2 separate regions of the Capra hircus genome follow, and region 2 is linked to region 1. Evidence: chromatin contacts called from public Hi-C data. All regions are on one chromosome and are shown on one strand. Each heading gives the region's core, a stretch centred on a gene start, on an enhancer-like site or on the middle of the called end of the contact. The rest is flanking DNA. Distances are from core to core; before and after follow the strand shown.

Region 1 (7,070 bases), core at 2,342-4,841:
GCGAGGAGCCCTCTTCCTCCCCCATCTTAGTCAAATCCGTCAGTGCTCAGGATGGTTTCAACTGCAGCCCAATTTGGCTCCATCCTCCCACACAGTCTTTTTTCTAGAAGCCCGCGAATGCCTGGCAGGCACGAACATGAGCTAGCTGAGAGCCCGCACCGCGGCCCGCTGACCTGCCCAACTCCAGGGATGGTCACTACCAGTAGCTGCCTCCCCGGCCGGGAGTAAGTGGAAGTAACAAGTGGAAGTAACCAGGTGGGGAGGGGCGCTGGGGTGAGCTTCCAGGTGTTTTCAGGGAAGAATTCACGTTAGTGGGGTTGAAAGTAGGTTTTGGAACAATCTGCTCTTCAAATGAGTATTTCAAAGACTGTTTTGTTGGGCAAGGCTTCCCTGATAACTCAGTTGGTAGAAGAATCTGCCTGCAATGCAGGAGACCCCAGTTCAGTTCTTGGGTTGGGAAGATAACGCTGGAGAAGGGATATACTACCCACTCCAGTATTCTTGGGCTTCCCTGGTGGCTCAGCTGGTAAAGAATCCACCTGCAGTGCAGGAGACCTGGGTTTGATCCCTGGGTTAGGAAGATCCCCTGGAGAAGGGGGACCCACTCCAGTATTCTGGCCTGGAGAATTCCACGGACGGTATAGTCCACGCAGTGACAGAGCACACACAACTGAGTGACTTTCACTTTCACTTTGTTGGGAGTAGGGGAGTTTGCCCCCGAGACTATGGTCCAGGGAAAGGAAGCTGATTTTGGCCTCACCAGCACCTCAAAGGCCAATGTCAGGATGATGAATCCTGCAGGGAGGGGGCTCTGCATGACCCCTGGGCATCAGCAAGAGCCTGCCTGCTTTGTCTGGCCACTGAAAGAACACACGTTTCCTTATACAAGGAACCTCCTTGCTCAGTGGGAATTCAATACTTAAGGGAAAAACAGGCCCCAGATTCTCGGGCCACCCTGGACCTTGGAGTACACACTGACCTCTGCAGAGCAAACGCAGCCCTACACATTCAAAACGTACAATCTTAAAATACAGCGGACAACGGGCTTTTTGAACCACAAGCCAAAGTACCCCAGGAGTCAGCGTGAGTCTCTGCTTGTGAGCGGCACACTAGATGCCAGATCCACTTAGGAAAAGGCCTGAGTGACACCGTGTTCTTTCAGGGTGCTGCTCCCTGCCAGTTCAAATATTATGAAAAGTGACATCTGAATAGGGCTTTTCAAAGTCCCTTCACCTCATCACTTGGGTTGCTCTGCAACCCTGATAGCAGGTTTTACTCCCATTTCACAGATGAGGAAACTGAGGGAAGCGATGTGTTCCATCATAGCTCATGAGATATTCTCAAAGCCTAGTTAGTGTCTGTATATCTACCCTACTCCACCTGTCAATGAGTCCAGGCTTGGAAGGAAGCCAAGCAAAGCAGAAATGGTGCTGGCGAGGACCCTGGGACTCTTCTGAAGCCAGCAAAGATCACATGTGATACAACAGGTTGGCCAGCCTCCAGGAGGAAAAATCCAGACTGAAGCTCCATAATCCCAAAGGGAGGAAGACCGGGTTCCTTTCAGTGTCCAGTGACCCTGGCTACACCTCTTCCCCATGAATAATCAACGATGGTGATAACGTGGCCAGGGGGAGGGGAGAAGGCAGCCGGAAGAGCTTAGGCAACAGCGCTTCATGCTTCTGGAAGTGAACGTGCGAAGGGTAGGAACTGGCTGTTCCTGTCCCTGGTCCCAGGAAGAGGAGTCTGGCCCTGAAGCTGCAGCATCCAGAGCCCCAGAGCAATGATGGCGTCGCTATTGGGGGGTGGGGTGGGCAGGGTGGATTCAGAAAGCCCCACTGAAGTGGTGGATGGGTGACTTCCCTGTCTCAGAGCGTCAGATAATGAAAGACATCATTGGAAACTTTCTTCCTCTCTCAAATGCCATCCTGACACGTGGCCAGATCCCTTGTCAAATCCACCCTGTGGGTCTGTGTTCCAGGAAAGCTGTGGTACAAGAATGGAAGCCAGGGGGCTGGTATTCCAGGCCCAGCTCCAGCTCTAGCTTGCTGTGGGAGCTTCAGCAACTTTGGACCTCAGGTCTCCTCATCCAGGATCCATGGAGGGGTCCAGAGATCAGGTTTGGGGCCTCATGAACGACAAACATATTCAGAGGCCGAAAATCGGGTGAGGTGCCAACCCACCCCAGAAACCATTTGGAGCGATCATTAGCCGCCTTGCGTGGACGCTGTCTTCCTAGTAACTTTATGTGCTTCGTTTCATTTAATCCCTACAGCAAACGGGGGAGGAGGCTACAGTTCAATATCTCCACTTTACAGAGTGGAAGAGGAGGTTCTGGCAGGTCGAGTGACCTGCACACAGTCAGACATGCTAGTTCCGGAGGAGCCAAATCAGCCCAGCTGGTCTGACTCCAGACCCAGGCCCTTGACTGTGTACAGGCAGAGCATCAGAACCTATCCCCCGACCGCTCTGCGCACAGTCATCCTGCCTGACACTGGCGTCTGTCACAGATAAGTCAGGAGCTGCTTTCTCAGTCTGCCTATGACCCTGTCTTCCCTTTGGCTCACTGGGGTTTTCCACAGTTCACTGACTGTTTCCTCCACCCCCTCTGTGCTCGCATTGTCCCTGGGAGCTGCGTCTAGGCCAATGGCATCAACCACACTTGACCTGTCTCATGATGCCCTCTCCCCCAGGTACTCCAGATGGATGCTTCACCAGGTACCCAGCCCTCCCCACTACGGCCTCACTCTCAACAGGTCCAAACGGAGGTGATTATTCGGGGCCTCAGCCTCCCCCTGCTCCCCCTACTTTAGAATTTCCTATCTTGATGGATTCCATCAACACAGATTATTGCAAAGCCTTCCAATAATGTCCTTCGTTCCCATCCTGACTCCTCCAAACTCCCCACTGTCTTGTTGCCAAAGTTACCCATCTAGACCGAGATCTGATCAGGGTTATTTCATCATAAAATCTTCCCATTCAGATGTCAACTAATAATTATTGAATATGTACTGAGGATCAAGACTTAGTATCAAGCTTATTCATTTATTCAACAAATAATTCCTGAGCACTTTCTACATGGCAGGCACCAGACTGGGTGTTCTGAAGAACACATAGTCCTTGCTTTCTCCTAACAGCCAGTCTGAACAACACAAAATAAGATGTCATATTGGAGCTACCGAGCTCTCATATACTTCATTCTTGCACTTAATCCCCCAGACGTGGAACAATGGACTGGTTCAGAATTGAGAAAGGAGTACATCAAGGCTGTATATTGTCACAACCCTGTAAGAACGTATTTTACAGATGAGTAAAATGAGACTCAGGATGGCTGATTTGCCCCAAACCGAAGAGCAAATAAATAGTGGGATCAGATTTCAAACCCAGAGCCTCAGTGTCTGACAATTTTTCACCACAGCTGTCCTGCCTCCAGTGACGCCCCAGTGCCTACAACAATATCCTCAGCTCCAGAGCAGGTCCTTCAAGGCCCTTCACAGCACGTGCCCGGCCTACAGGCCATGCCCACCGCCAGCCACACTCAGGCAGCCCTCCTTGCAGGCACACACGCTCGCCTCACGCTCCCGGCAGCCGCCCACCCCGCGCGTGGCCTTGCTCTCGGTCTCCTCTGCGTTCAGAGCGCTCCTGCCTCCACTGGCTTCCTGACGCACACTCCCCACCCACGGCCACACCTGCCCCACCTTCCCAGCGCCTCTCGGAAGCAGCCTTTCTCAGATGCCCTCTCTGGGGTGAACCTTACTGCCACCCCGTGTCCCGAGAGCAGCTTCTGACAGCATTAGACTGTGAGCACACCACAGAGCTCAGCTTCCCCCGGATGACTTCCTGTTGTGAGAGGTACGCGGCTGACTCACAGCAGAGGCAGTTTTCTGGGGCTCCTAGCCCTCTCCACGCTTCGCTTGCTGGGTTGTCAGGCTGCCAGCTTCGCTAAGGCCGTGACACACACACCAAAGGCAGTTAGATCAGCCCAGACTAAGACGCGGAGGCCCTGGAGGGCTGTTGCTGGGTCTGCGGCAGGCCTGGGGAGTTGGCCTTCTAGCTGCCCTCCTTTAGGGGAACTAGAGAATCATAAAAGATGCTTCTGACCAACAATCCCATCCCTCGCGCTATCGCTTCAGTCCTTCAGGAGCCAGGGCAATGTGGTCACGGATGTGAGATGTGTGAACAACCCTTGCACTACTGCATGTAGAGAGAGAGAGGCTTGTTGCCTCCTTAGGGCCTCAGGACAAGCTGGCCCAGCCAGAGGTCATCTCAGGCACCTACTGGTTCTAGGCTGGGAGGAGTAAGTGGGGCTGTGAGGGGCACAGAGATACATCTCCAGTGCTTAAGCATTTCAAGAGAAGCAAGGGCTAGAACCCTGGCTCTGCTTGGCACCAGGGTATCAAGAGCCTCCTGGTTGGGAAGCCATTCCCATTGTCTGATCAGAACTGAGCTCCCCTGGGCTGCCAGACAGGCCTTAGGGCGGCTCCTGTTAGAGCAGCTGTTGAGTGGAGCGGAATCACTGACAACTTTGGCCAGCACTTCTGGTTTCTAGAGCGTGGAGGGAAATCTGTGGTGGGGGGTGGCTGGAGACTGGCCCCTCCTTTTGGCACCTGTGGATGGGCTGGCAACAAATGAGATAAAATAGAATTGTAAAATGTATTCGATTAATCCAAAAGAAGGAAGAAAAGGAAACAAAGAATAAGCCTAATAGAAAACAAACAGCAAGAAGATAGACTTCAAATCTAATTATATCAATAACCACATTAAATGCAAATGAACTAAATAACTCAAAGAGCAGAGATGATCCAATTGGATTAAGAAAAACAAGATTCCACTACTTGCTTTCTGTAAGACATGACCTTTAAATATAAAGGCACAGATAGCCTAAAATAAAAGGATGGATAAAGAAATAACATGCTAATGGTAATCAAAAGAACGCCGCAGTGGCTACATCAACGTTAGAGAAAGTCGATTTCAGAACAAAGAATATTGCCAAAGATAAATTTATTTCATAATGAAAAGGGTCGATTAATCCAGAGACTGTAATAATGTTCAGTGTTTACGCACTGAATAATGTAGCTTCAAAGTACAAGATAGGATTGAAAGGAGACGTGGCCAAATCTACAATTAGAGTTGGAGAGTTCAACACCCCTCTCTCAATAATTGATAAAAGAAGCAGAGCACGTGGTGTGCCTCAACAAACGTTAGCTAACGTTGGTATCACAGTTCAGCCTGATAAGCCTTTAGAGCATTTCAGAGGAGACCCAGGGCCAGAATCCCTGGAGAGGCGCACACGCATCTATCGGGAGTGCTCCTCAGGGAGCCCCAGCCTCTGCAGAGGCAGACTCGGTCCCCGCGGGTCTTCCCTTCCGGCTCCGTGGCTCCCCCGTGTGGCGGCTCTGGGTTCGGCCTGTGGCGCGGGGCTGGGGGGCTGGGGCATCCTCCTGAAGGGTTCGGAGAAGCGAGCCCTCGGCAGGGGCAGGGCAAGGAAACGGAGGTGCGGCCGCAGAGACAGGACAGGGCCGGGAGGCAGGAAACCCGGCTCTCCTGACCAGCTGGGTCACCGCTCCGAGGCTGCGGGGGCCGCGGGAGGCGATTGCAGCGGGCGCCCTGCGAGGGGAAGACCGCGAGGGGCTGCGGGGAGAAGGCGGGGGACACACGGAGAAAGTCTAGGCGGCCCGACCGGGAGGGCTGAAAGGCCAGCCGGCCAGCCCCCGTCCCTTGGTGAAGGCAGACAGGGTCCTGAGTCCTTTTATCAACAGAGCAGAGCAATAAGAGGCTGCAAAGAAGGGGATAATCGTGTCTTGTAGCGAGAGTGCCCAGCAAACCACAAAACCATAGTGTCCTGGGTTTATGTCCAGGAGAAGAATGCATCTTTCTGGTATTGTGGAGAGTAGGCAGAACCAGACTGTGAAGGGTTTTGTATGCTAATCCAGATTCAGACTGACTTTGAGGGTAATAGGAAGCTGCCAGGGGCTTCCATCACAGGGCGACATGATTAAAAAAAAAAAAAAATCCATTAAGGCTGTTGAAGGCACCAGAGACGGCCTTGGAATGTTACCTGGTGATACCAAGATGCTTTCGCCTACATCTCGCTGCAGCCACAGAACCACCATTGCTCAGAGGAGAAACCTGAGGCTCAGGGAAGCTAAGAGGCTTGTGCCCGTCACACGTCCACAGTGTCATCTGCACAGTCTGAATTAGAACCGGGCTCTCCTGTCATCCAGGCCAAGAGTCTTTCTTTTAAGAAAATAGGTATTACCTTTTAGAAATATTACACTAGAACCATCTGGACAGCATCGGCTTATTCAAATAGCCCCGAAGCAAAGAGCAAAAGTCAAGGGTTCTCTCACTCTACCCCAGTCACCCCCCACCCCCCTCAAGGTGAAATATCTTCCAGCCGTTGGCTGGGTGCCCTGCAGGCCCTCACTCTCACACACATTTACACACACACACATGTACAAGGTACAAATGGATTGTCTTATATGTACCACTGAGTGGCTTGTCTCTGTCGGCACTATCCCTTGTCAGCACATGCAGACCCATCCCTCCTTTGGAAAACCACATGGGTCTTGGTACCAGTGGCTGGAATTTCCATCCTGGTACCCCTACAGTTCTCTCCACTGATCACAGTGCCCAGGAGGCAGTGGCTGGACCCAGTGCGCTGGTATTTGGGGAGAGCAGTCTCTGCTGCCCACTGAGGGCACCAGAAAGGACTTTAAAGCAATGCCTGGCTCTGTCATTACCTGTGGAAGGAATCTGAGACAGTCCTTAGGCATACTGCTTTTTTAATTTTAGAGATTAAATATTAATTATGTGTATCAGGAAAAAAAATCCTAAGTACATCAATGGTGATTCAAGGACTGAAACTTTGTCCTCTAACATAAGTTTAAGTTTAATAAAAGAAATCTATTTGAAGAGGAATATTAAGTCAACAGTAGCACCGGTGGACTATTGACATGGCCAGAGTCCTCAGTGTGGAAAGTGCCTCGGGAGGTCTGGGAACTGCAGCAGGCGGGGCTGGACTTGCAGACCGGGGCCAAGAGCCTCATTTCTGAAGCCTGCTGCTGGGTTCT
Region 2 (6,868 bases), core at 2,131-4,630, 36 kb before region 1:
TGATCGATACCGGAAGGCAGGCGAGAATTCCTTTTTAATAACTTTTATATGGTTAGCGCCACAATTACTGAGATATTCCTTTGATGGACATCAGAGCTAAGGTGGAAGGACTGTCTTAGCCATCTAGCCCTTTCCTCTGGGTGAGATGATCGCAAACGTTCAAAGACTCCTTCCTATCTGACTTTAAAACAATGCCAGAAAAAGAAGAATCGCTGCTTAACTCAGTAGCCTGTGCTGGTGTTTAATCATCCATCCTTGGCTCCAGAGAGCCCCCCACCCCCCTTTTCAAAGTGCTCCTTCTGTAGTGAGTCCCCCTGCTTTCCTGCTCTGGGGGGTGGAGGATAACCCGTCACCATGGCAGCACCTCCAGCCCGCGCCTCTGGAAGGTGTTCTCAGAGCCTTCATCCCTCTATTTGTTGGCAAAAGAAAATCTGACTTGGCCTTGAAGTGTGTGCGTTCCTCTGTCCCCACCCCTCTCCCAGCTCCACCATTTCCACACAATTTCCCAGATTTCCCTGAGAGGGGGAGGTTCAAGGAACGCATCTCCCGTCTGAATCATTTTTGCAACAAGCTTTTATTACTTTTTTTAAAACCCATATAAGACAGACATTTCAGAAGAAAACCGCCCCAGAGCACACACGGGGCAATAACGGCAGAAGGCGCTCCACACCGACCCTGCGAGGGGAGGGGGGCTCCCCACTCGCTACTGTTTCGGAGGCGCAGACCCCAGCCCGGGTCCCTTGGTCTAACTGTGCTTTCGATAAAGTCTGAATTTTCCCAGTTTTCTTATTTCATAAACGCCCCATCTCTTTATATATAACTATATGCCTTTATGTATATATGTACACGACTTCTTTTTCTTCTCAAAAATAAAATGGCCACCCCATCCGAGGGGGGGTCTCAGCAGCATTCACAGCGGTTGCAGCGGCGTGCCTTCTGTTCGTGTTACAGACATGCAGCGTGGAGGAGAGGGTGCTGCGCCCGCCCACAGCAGGGAGAGGGGATTTTAAGGGAGGGAAGTGATAAGGCTGAGCAGGAGATGGCAGATAACTAGGGTTTTTATGATGGAAAACATCTATTTGAGCTGCTTAGCTCGTCCAGTTTTTGCAGCTCTGAAGACCAAGAAGTTTGCACGATGAAGGTTCTGTATTCCTTCTAGGATTAGGGGCCAGGTGGACTCAGGGAGGGGACTTGTGAGGCTTGAACTGACCCAAGAAGGACTTGCGAAGGCAGAGAACAGTGAAGAAATGGATCTCTTAGAGGCTGGATTGGAAAACCGGCCCCACTTTGAAAGGTCACAGCCCTTCTCCCTCTGCCCTGGAGTGTCTCTGCCGTCCTGGCTCCTGGCTTGAATCGTTTGGCTGGTTTTAGGTTTGAACCTAAGCAAGGAGCCGGCAGAGATGTAGAGTCGGGAATCTCATCCGCCCTGTCCAGGCGGTTTGACCTCACTTCTAGGAAGTCAGGGCCCAGGACCTTAGGCGGGCAGGAACTTTGTGACCCTCATCCCATGCTTGGGAGGCAGGCTCCCCTGTCCTTGTCTCCCACACCACCGTGGTCCACTTCCTGGCAGGAGCAAGCCAGCAGCAGAGCCTCAAGCAAAGGCCCAGGTTCCTGACCCTCTCCAAAAACAAAAAGGCACTGAGGTCAGCGGGAGGCCAGCCCCACGGCCGACAATGCTTCAGACCATGAAGGAGTCCCAAGTTGGCTGCGTTGGAGGGCACCCCCCTCCGTAACCAAGGCAGCTCCTCCGGCAGCACTTGGAGATCCCAGAGTCCAGAGGGAGGGGAGGGGCAGTCCTGGAGGCCGGAGGGGAACCGAGGCAGCCGCTAGCTGGGGAGGCCTGAAGACAGCTTGGACTCGTTTACCTGCAACACATTTTGGCTTTGACCGTCTGATTTCCACACTCATCAGGAGACTTTAAAAATGGTTAAGGAGCTGGTTTCCCCTTAGTGGAAACAATGAGGATGATGGCAATATTAAACTCAAAACTGCAACTTAAAAACAAGAGCTGACGAAGGTGTGGCTGAAGCCCACACGCACACAGATATAAATGCCTTTGGGTTTACACGTGTACAGACTCGGGCCATCAGGGCCAGGGCCAGCTGCAGCTTCTCTGGAAATCTCTCAGGCAACCTCAGCTTTGGTGCTTCTGACCCAAGCCTCTGGGGCCAGTAGCTTTATGACCATCCCTTACCCGTGAGCAATGGGCACCTGAGGACGGTGGGGGAAAATTCTCTTTTTTAACTATTTATTTATTTGACTGCACAGGGTCTTAAGTTGTAGCACGCGAGATGTTTCAGTGGAGGCGTGTGGGATCTAGTTCCCCGACTGGGGATCGAACCTGGGCCCCAAGCGTTGGGAGCTTGGAGTCTTAGCCACTGGATCACAAGGGAAGACCCGGGACAGTTCTTCTATGAGCACTGTCCTGTTTCAGGAGCTTAGCTCAGACCTGCTAAAGGAATATACTACAGTTCTGGACTCATAAATAAAGGAACTGTGGATGGCAAATAAGAAACGAACTGAAGAAGTCTAAAGGCCAGAGAAAGAACACGTATCTCTAAAACCCTTTGCTTTGCCAGCTGGTGTAGGGAGAGGCAGCTGTTTGGTTTGCGGAAGGCTTGCAGATGGCGAGACGAGGTGGCCGATCTTGCACACGAGCGCGCTGCTCGGGGGCGGTGTGCAGAGGCACGGATGGCGACAGGCAGGCCCCGAGCCTGCACGCACACGCGGCCGCCAGAGGCGTCGTGCCACATCTGGAACTGATGGGCAGGCACAGATGCACCCACCAGAGGTGTCCTGAGAAAGTGTCTGTTGCAAAATAATAATTAATAATAAAAATTAAATCCATGGGCTTTCAGGAGAAGGGGAGGCTGGACTGGCTAGGCAGGTTTGCCCTGGGATTTTCTTAAAGCCTCCTCCAGTTTCTGCCTGAACTTGTTGTACTTCTTCTGCACTTGTTGGACCTTGTCCTGCTCCTCTTTCTCCAGGATCGTTAGGAAGTTCTGGAGCTCAGGGATGGAGAAGGCATCCCACTGGGCGGCGAGAGGGAGATTGGGGGAGAGAGAGAACAGGAGCCAGGTTAGACATCACGTGACGGAGGGGCCCTGCCAGCTCAGCTCCCCCTTCACACCACTTGCTACGGAATAGGCAGGTGTGATGAACACAGCCTGAGGTCTCCATGCCATATCAGCAGCAGAATTTCAAATCCTGGCATCTTCTGGCCAAGAATTAGTAGACCATAAGCCCTGTTTTGATTGGCTTATGCTGTATTTTATTGGCTTAGGCTCTATTCATTGGAGAATCAATAATCTTAAATTTCTCGGTAGCAGCTGAGATCCTAACTGTGATGCTGGAGCTGCCTGAGACCCTGGTGACCACCTGGAGCTGTCTGCTTTGGGGCTGACCAGCAACGGGTCCCCAGCATGCAGCCCCCAGAGTGACGTCGGGAGGGGAGCTGAGCTTGGACTCAGGAGACTGGGCGTCAGCCTGGCTCTGCCATGTGACCCTGAGCACAGAACTCCACCCTTCTCAGCTGTTTCCTCATCTGCCGTGGAATTAGGGTGTCCACCTCCCGAGGCTCGCAGCGCAGATAATGAGATGAGTCACTTGCACAGCTCTGCAGGGCCTGGCGGGCCTGGGCCTGGCCAGTGGGATCTGGCTTCTCAGGACAGAAGGCAAGTCCGGCTTTTCCCGGCTGACCCAGGAACTGAGGCCCCCATGGGGTCAGGGACTTTGACTCCTAGGCTTGTTGAGCACAACGGAACATCAAGGTTTATCTGGTTTAATCCCCACATTGGAGAAATGGGAAAGCTGAAGTCCACAGAGGGAACCACTGTCACAGAGCTTCCAGTACAGCCACAAAACTTGAACGAGAAGCCAGGCCTCTAAACCCCAGGCCTGTGAGGTTCCCACGGGGCCAGCAACGCTCAAACAGTTTCTGTGGAATACTCTGTCCCAACAAAACCTCCCACTCTGTCAAACAGAGGGAGAGCAGAGCTTCCTGGTGGAGGCTGGAAAAAGACAGGCCTAGATCCCCCTAATTTCCACAGTGGCCCCCAAGACTGCTTCTGAAAACCCCAGGACGCAGGGAGCACCAGCTTGGTTTCACCCCAGTTCATACCGCAGGCTGGACGCTTCCCTTGGGGTAGCGAGGTCTGCTTTCAAGAACTAGGGAGAGACAATTGAGTCAACAGTACCTGTGCTTGGGGGAGCCCAGAGTTGGAGCTTGCTGGGCCTCAGGACATCCTCAGGAGCGAAAAGCTGGGTGGAACACAGGGAGGTTCTCAGCACCCCTCCACCCTGAGTGTTCAAAGTAGGCACATGGAATCCTGTCCTTCCATAGGCCTTGCCAGACAGGCCCTGACCTGCTCCCCCAGAGCACTTACACTCCTGACTTCAGCGCTGATCTTGGGCCACACTCGCCCCAGCTCAGCAGCTGCAGGGCGGCCTCCAGCTGCGCTGGGGGGTGTGGACCGAGCCCGCCCTGCTAGGCGAGCCCCACGGGCTGGGAATGCGCACAGGCGGAGGTGCCAGGACCTACCTCCACCTCTCCAGTTTCGTTCTCCTTTAGCACGAAGCTGAGGACGTCTGTGTCAGGCCCGGCGAGTAAGCGCAGGTAGAGGGGGCAGTCAGCGATGGAGAGTTTCTGGAAGAGCACTGCAACATGTATAGTACCACATGTGAGACAGCCCGCCAGTCCAGGTTCGATGCATGCGACAGCCAGCGCTCAGGGCTGGTGCACTGGGATGACCCAGAGGGGTGGGATGGGGAGGGAGGTGGGAGGGGGTTCAGGATGGGGAACACATGTATACTCATGGCTGATTCATGTCAATGTATGACAAAATCACTACAATATTGTAAAGTAATTAGCCTCCAATTAAAATTAATTAAACTTTAAAAAACTACTCAGTCTACAAATAGAGAATTATTTTCCTTCCTAGAGGAAGGAAAAATTCTTAATTGATTTAGGTTCAAAATGACAGTAAGACAAATAAATTCAAAAAACGAAAAAAAGAAAAAAAAAGAGCACTGTAAACCAAGAGAGCGGGCTGGGCTGCCTTGGAGTAGAAGAGCAGGGGCTCAGGATGGCCGGACCGATTCGGATGCAGGGGTGTTTCTAGCCATCCTTTCAACCTAACGAAAGGCGCCTGGCAGGAATAAAGGGTAACAACCGGTACCTTCAGAGTCTGCTAGGGTGGGAAGCGTGTTTCCATTCACGTCATCCCCCCAAACGTTCGAGGGAGTGGTCCCATCCCACAGATTAGGAAGTGAACGCCCAGGGGTGGGTTTCCTGCAGCCATGTGTGAAGGGAGGGGCACGGTGGGCGGTCCGTCCGTAGACCCAACGCCATAGGGGAGGCTGGGCTCCGGGCCACGAGAAGCCCACTCCTCCAGCTCGTGTGACCGGGCCCGCCCAGCCAGAGTCAGGAAGGGTAATTTCTGGGGGAGAGCTCGCTCACTCCTACCTTGCCCATCCTTGTGTATCCGCTTGAAGAGCGCGAACTTCTGGGGATTGTCCACGACCATGAACTTCTTGAGCAGCCCCTGGATGACCTCGCTGACCGTGGTGCTGCTGCTGATGTGCAGCTGCTTGACGGCGTCGAGCGGCAGGTAGAAGGATGTACGCTTGTCCGTGGCGGCCGCTGGATCCACGTCCTTGATGGCGTCATAGATGGACTGGGGCCGGATCCCGGCGGGCACCGTCACCGGCCGCCGCAGCTTCAGGTGCACCTTGATGAAGCCCGTGTAGCTGCCGTCCTCGCTCTGCCAGGGCGCAGGTTGGGCGTGGTCACGGCGGGCCTGTCTCGCCGGATCTCCCACCTGCCACTCCCGCCCGGGGCTCCAGACCCACCGGGCTGCAGAGGCCCTTCCTGATGCAGTGCCATCCCAGCCACACGCGCACCACCTGCCTCCCTGAGTTCCCTCCTGCCTCTGCTGACCTAGGGATGCTGGCAGGGCAGCGGCAGAAGGCCCGCAGGACCTAGCTACTGCTGCGGCTCCCCCTCCCCAGGGGCTCACGCTGCTTGCCCCAAATCCCTGCCACCAGGCAGATGGGATGATTGCCTCTGCTGAGTCCCCAGGCCAAGACACAGGGTCTGGAGTGGCCCCTCTGGTCGTCCCCCCTCCAAACCAAGGAGGAGCAGGAGGCTCTGTGATAAGATCTTTGGAGAACCAGGGCACTGAATTTCCTCTTGAAACCCTCCAGACTTAAACCCCAGTTCCTCTGCGACTGGATTGTTCTGGTGTCCACCCAGCTAAGGCCCCACCAAGAGCCAGTTGCCAGCAAACACCAGCAGGGGGCAGGGCGCCTCCAGCGTCTCCCCTGAAGATGGCCTCTCTGAACCAGCACGAAGCTGGTGCCCTCGCGGCTCTGAGCTCTGCACAGTCAGGCAGGCTGCCCCAGGCACAGGATGTGAGGACCAAGAAGGGGAGGAGGGCTGCCTGTGCCCCTTGCCGAGGGCTTCCTGGGCCCCTGGTCACCTGCATATCATTTAATGCCTACATGTGCTTTGACACATGGACACTAATGTCTCTATTTTATACTGAAGCTCAGAGAGGTTAAGGTTTCCCAAAGCTTCAACTTAAAGAAACAGCCAGAGACGGGATCTAGGTCTCATCCCATAGCCCAATCTGTTTCCCCAGAGCACTGACAGCCCAGGTTCTCCGCCTCACGTAAGCCTGGAGGCCTCCAGAGCCCCAAAGAAAGGGGAGCGCCCTCCTGGGGAGGGGAGCCCCAGGATTCCGAGGGGGAAGAACGGAGCCAAAGCAGAAGGGGCTGTGAGCTAGGTGGGGGCAGGGATGGGGAGCGGGCACGGACTCACCAGCTTCATGCCCAGGCAGTTCTTCTCCCGGGCGTTGTAGCTCTCGAT

What was found. A called contact is a pair of places that touch in the nucleus more often than the background predicts.
Region 2: a contact with region 1 is called in a Hi-C map of blood, with 4 times the contacts expected there. The contact joins two enhancer-like sites. A contact is called at or near these places in 2 of 5 Hi-C or Micro-C datasets (both in blood).

The regions. Positions count from the first base shown.
Region 1 is chr16:3,679,937-3,687,006 of ARS1.2, reverse strand. All of the region lies in intron 2 of RASSF5 (ras association domain-containing protein 5), which reads right to left. Among named protein-coding and RNA genes, the nearest start is that of RASSF5, 37 kb to the right of the region's middle. Within about 2 kb of position 3,591, at least 2 of the 5 cell types and tissues checked have an H3K27ac peak or open chromatin away from gene starts, as enhancers often do.
Region 2 is chr16:3,715,478-3,722,345 of ARS1.2, reverse strand. RASSF5 (ras association domain-containing protein 5) reads right to left here. Exons shown (of 6, transcript XM_018060091.1): 3 at 6,821-6,868; 4 at 5,465-5,762; 5 at 4,541-4,656; 6 at 556-3,032. The coding sequence ends at 2,880. Among named protein-coding and RNA genes, the nearest start is that of EIF2D, 27 kb to the left of the region's middle. Within about 2 kb of position 3,380, at least 3 of the 5 cell types and tissues checked have an H3K27ac peak or open chromatin away from gene starts, as enhancers often do.